2 separate regions of the Zea mays genome follow, and region 1 is linked to region 2. A link is a contact called in public Hi-C data. All regions are on one chromosome and are shown on one strand. Each heading gives the region's core, a stretch centred on a gene start, on an enhancer-like site or on the middle of the called end of the contact. The rest is flanking DNA. Distances are from core to core; before and after follow the strand shown.

The links. Hi-C and Micro-C count contacts between places; a contact is called where the count stands out from the background.
Region 1: a Hi-C map of ear shows a contact between it and region 2, with 2.3 times the contacts expected there. The contact joins the enhancer-like site here to the promoter of LOC100282589 in region 2. A contact is called at or near these places in 2 of 25 Hi-C or Micro-C datasets (ear and leaf).

Annotation. Positions count from the first base shown.
Region 1 is chr7:138,314,267-138,316,966 of Zm-B73-REFERENCE-NAM-5.0, reverse strand. No RefSeq gene overlaps it. Among protein-coding and RNA genes, the nearest start is that of LOC100284866, 62 kb to the right of the region's middle. Within about 2 kb of position 1,431, at least 19 of the 20 cell types and tissues checked have an H3K27ac peak or open chromatin away from gene starts, as enhancers often do. A contact at or near this core is called in ear and leaf, where this site is marked.
Region 2 is chr7:138,181,231-138,183,930 of Zm-B73-REFERENCE-NAM-5.0, reverse strand. LOC100282589 (polygalacturonase) reads left to right here and starts at 1,263. Exons shown (of 3, transcript NM_001155497.2): 1 at 1,263-1,952; 2 at 2,260-2,591; 3 at 2,674-2,700. The coding sequence starts at 1,399.

The DNA.
Region 1 (2,700 bases), core at 182-2,681, 130 kb before region 2:
AACACCAAATTTCGAGGAATAATAGCGGAAGAAGACAGTAAAAGATCGTTTTTACCGGATCACTCAGAGTTCAGAAATAGTGACCCGGCATGCTTATTTCCAAGGCATTTCTTGTTAAAATCAAAGACTGCAAGCTGGACCTAGGATCTTTGGGCCGGTTATTTCAAAATCAACCCAAAGATCGGGGGCTTGTGGGGGACGGATATCCCCCGAGTCCACCAGAAGGACAAGATGCCTCGCAAGGGGCCCGTGGGCCCAATAATCCGCAAGGTCATCCCTTCGTGGGCCTGGGGAGGAATGTCCGATAAAGCGGATCGACACAAGGCCGGGTCGACGCAAGCCCAGACGGCCCGATGAATTCGAGCGGTGATCACAACAGTGACCCGACCTTCCCGCGCAGGGGCCACGTACATCGGAATTGAGCGAGGATGGGCCGGCTGAATTATAGGAAGATAGACTCAGTCAGTTCACTATTATTTAGGCACCCGTTATTATCATATCCACATGTAATGTCCTACAGTCGAGTATATAAGGCCTAGGGGGCAACCCTTCAAGACGATCGACCTCATTCTACTTAGCCATCCACACCGGCTCTCTACGTTTCCAATACTAGAGAACCTCCTTGTAACCCACCACATAAAGTACTCACGCCAGGACGTAGGGTGTTACGCATCTCAAAGCGGCCCGAACCTGTACACAACTGTCCACTGATTCTCATGCAACTAGCACGAACCATCGAGCTACAGTCGGTAACACCGTCATACTCCAAAAAGCACCTTGAGGGCAACCCCGGGTGCGCGGTCGGACCCAAAACACCGACAAAACCCGGCCTACCAATTAACCATTTAAAACTAAGCGACTAATTTCAGAAGAAAAAACATGACGAGATTGCATAATGCTCCTAATGAACTAACTGTAACGACCAAAATCCTATTCTAAGATTTACAAATATTTTTTTATAAGGTTTAGGATTAAAAGGTATTTTAATATAAGAATCCTCATTTTTAAATGTTATTCTAAAAAAACTAAAAGCTTGGAACCATAAACACAAGGAAGAATTTTATTAATTTATTATTCTCTTTATGAACTACATACAAATGCACTCCTTAAAAAAATAACTTATGGGAAAAATATTGTGTGGGTTGCATAATTGGATCATTTTTTTATTTGCATGAATAAATGAATAAATTAATTAATTATTATAAATTATACCTGCATCATGTTGGGTTTGTTTGTGCATTTATTTTGAATTTTAAAACTAAGAACTGATTTGAATTTGGAATTGAAATAAAAAACATAATAAAAAGAAAAAGAAATAGATTGCTTACCTGAGAAATGGGCCGAATTTCCCCTCCCTTAGCCCAGTCTAGTGCCCTCTCAGACTACCACGCGCTTGCTGGCGAGTCTCTGACACCATGGGACAACCTGTCAGCGTTGTCTTCCCCGAGTAGGACTCCAACAGACCACGTGATTCCAGGCAACAAAAACATACCCGATGCCGCTGCTATCCCATAATATTCGGGGGGTGCACCGGCCAAACCCACGACAGAATCCTAGGAGTCTGTCGCTCCCATGGCCCTGCCCAGGTACATATAAGATGGCCCCTGCGCCCTCCCATAAGCCATCGGCGAGTAGAAGCACCAGTGAGCGCCGATTGCTCGGATTCAGGTGGGGGATCAGGGGTGTTCATCGGAGTACATTGTACTTGGGGCTAGTTTTTCCCAAGCGTCTGGAACAAGCAGTGGTGGCCATGGTGCAGCTAGTTCTTGAATCTATGCTGAAATTGAGAAGTGGATGTACGCCGCCGCAAGAAGACAGCGTAACCCCGCCTGCTGATGTGGCCGTTCATGCGACCCAGTCGATTGTGCCTTGGCATGCTGATTGGGAGCTTCGGGTGGACGTGCCGATGGACCTTGAAGCCACGCGATGCTGGTTGGAGGTCTGAACTAGGGCGCTGCTCACCGACGCGTGGCCGCCACGGCTGGGTGTGCGCCGCCGTCCTGGTTGTCGTGGGGGAGAAGATGCATGGGGGCTGTTAGATATACATCTTGCGGTGTGGATTAGGTTGGCCCTTTCTAGTCGATGTGCGGCTCTGGGCGGCTGATCCTTGGATCGACGGATCAGGTTGGATCTCGCATTAATAAGATCTGGACCGTCTGGATTAGATTGGGCGGCTGAAAGATGTCCATACCGCTTCGGCTAGAGTAATTCACAGGTAAGCCCCTGTCCTTTGAGATATTCAACCCGCCATCCACGCTAGTTCAAAAGTAATTGCATATAGGTCCTGTATTTCGCAGTTTAGACCCTAACTTCTCTGGATATTGCGTCCGTAGTACATGGGCTGTTAGGAAATAGAGAAATAACATTTATACATGATTCTTAGTACAAAAACAATTCCATAAACTTGTTTAATCCATATTTAACTCATTCTAACTTCTTTTTGATCCACTCCAGTTGCTATAAATTCATATTAATATTGTTTATTTCCTGATAACTTTATTTTGCTATGAAACTTAAGGATAAAATTATGTGCTTAATTTCTTTTGTACACCACTACTAAATCTTTAGAAATTCATAACTCAATAACCGTAACTCCGTTTTGGTCCATTCTAGTTGCATTAGTCTCATAATAATATTTATTATCATATGGTAACTTTGTTTTGTCGTGAAATATAGGTTAAAATGTTGCACTTAGTCTAT
Region 2 (2,700 bases), core at 14-2,513:
AACTATCCAGATTTCATACATCACCACATCGGCAAGTAGTCATCTATGAACCATGATCCATTCATCCATCCATAAAAAAAGAAATCAGTACTTCAGGACCAATAGAAGAAATGAAGAAATGGAGTCTTCTTACATTCCTTGGTCACTATCCAAATTCGTTGGCGCTTGAGAATCCATGGTCGTCACGGTCGTCCTAGGCTCCTAGCAGTCGGCGTAGTGTATGGCTGATTATTTTAGGGTTTTGTTTTTTCTAGTCTGCTAGTTGCCTTGTTGGGCTAGGACCTAGGGTCTGGTGCGCTGTCGTGCTGGGCTTGGTGGCCGGCTCGGCCTCAACTCATTCATACAAACATGACAGGTGTACACGTATGAAATACCCATGAGTAATCGGGTTCAGATTATTGCTTCTCAAACCCATACCCGTTTACCCAATGAGTGGAGATTTTGTCCCATATCCATACGTATGGGGACAATTTTTGTCTCATACTCGTACTCTAATAGGGGAATTCCCCACGGTTTAACGGGTATCGGGTCCCTATTGACATAATATTGATGATGATGTTATAAATACGGTTTAAGTATACAGATACACCTATGATATCAAAGATACTCCTCTAAACAAATTCGGACTCAGATATGATAAAAAAAGAAACATCTGAATTATTTGTACCTCAGCGGCAAGGAAGGACAGCATGGGGGGCACATGCGAGATCAGATCGAGAGCCCGTGCGCCTCCCCGGGCGAGCAGCGGCATGTTAGCACACGATGTCGCCAGAGGCAACGGGATTAAGAAAACTCTCCACCTCTGTACGGACCTTGCTCAGTTGCTCATGCCGCGGATGAGACGAGCGGACGGGATGGGACTGGCGCATCCCCCACACATTCTATTCCTTTCTTTGATTAATCGATCGGGGATGGTGATGAGCATGATCTCAGTGTCCTTCTTCGGTCACGTGCGGCTCCGTTCTGTAGTCTTCTGGCAAAGGGTTTCTTCACATTTGACAATTGCACGGGCAATGGTTGATAATGAATTCCTAATTAGCAGCGTTAGGAAGAGAGACAATGGTTGATAATAAAATGTACCAAACAACTAGAGACGTTAGATCTAAAATGAGTGGTGATGATTTAATATGTACACCATGTGCACCAATGTTCCATGTGCACCAGATATGTCCCCTTATAATATATTCAAACAAGATCTATATTCTACAAGGTCATATGCAGGCAACTAATAATAAAACCCTAAATTGTTTAGCGTTGGAAACAATTGAAGAGAAATGAGGAAAAGAGTCTAGAGTCTCCCGTCATCCGTGTCCGTGCGATTTTTCTACACAATCGTCTCGCAAAGATTCTCGTTGGTCAGTTTGAGACTTAGCCTTGGAGGAGAACAGAACAGCCACGATGACTTCGCCGATTCAGCTCGCGGCCGCGCCTTTGCTGCTGCTAGTAGTAGTGGTCGCGGGCACACGGTCGAGCCGCATCTTTTCGGTGGCCGACTATGGTGCGGCGGGCGATGGGTTCCGCTACGACACGGCGGCGATTCAGGCCGCTGTAGACGCCTGCGCGGCGGCGGGCGGGGGCCGCGTTCTTCTCCCGGCGCCGGGCAACTACCTGACAGCGACCGTCCAACTCCGCTCGCGGGTGGTGCTGGAGGTGCCCCCCGGAGCGCGGCTTCTGGGCGGGACCAGGCAGGCGGACTACCCGCCCGAGTCGCGCCGGTGGTACGTCGTTCTGGCCGAGAACACCACGGGCGCCGGCATCACGGGGGGAGGCGAGATCAACGGCCAGGGCGGGGCATTTGTTGTCAGGCCCAGCGAGGTGAAGAACGTCATGGTGAGCTGGAATGCCACCGGCGATTGCCTGGGCGATGAGTGCCGGCCGCGGCTTGTTGGCTTCATTGACTCTAAGGATGTTAGGATCCACGACATCACACTCAACCAGCCCGCCTACTGGTGGTAAGCATTCCTTGCTTCATCAACTTCATCGATCGATTCAGGGAAAAAAAATTGATGGCTGCTATTTTCACTACTAAAACCATAGTTGTAGACAGGAACAAACAAACCTGCCTGATTATTCCATTCCAACGATGCTAGAATCAACAACCTTTTCTCTCTACCATTTTTGTTCTTGCGGTTGTGTGAAATAACTTGTCCTGATATGTTTTCCTACTTATTAGGACATATGATGATCAGAAGTAGACAGTGTTTATTTGTCAGTGTACTTTGGCAAAATTAACAGGCTCTACACTTGCATTGCTCGCAGTCTTCACCTTGTCAGATGTGACAACACAGTCATCCACAATGTGTCGATATTTGGAGATTTTAAAACTCCCAACAATGATGGCATTGACATTGAGGATTCTAACAACACTGTCATAACTGATTGCCACATAGACACCGGAGACGATGCTATAAGCCCAAAGTCGACAACTGGACCAGTTTATAACTTGACGGCAACAAACTGTTGGATGCGGACTAAATCTTGTGCTATCAAGTTTGGAAGTGCAAGCTTCTTCGACTTCAAAAGACTGGTTTTTGACAACATTACAATAGTTGATTCACATCGAGGACTTGGGATGCAGATCCGGGATGGAGGTACTAACCTGCAACCTACGATTGTCAGTAAAGCAAATATCTGTTGAATGTGAATGACACACTAACAGTTTACCTTTTACAGGGAATGTGAATGATGTGGTGTTTTCAA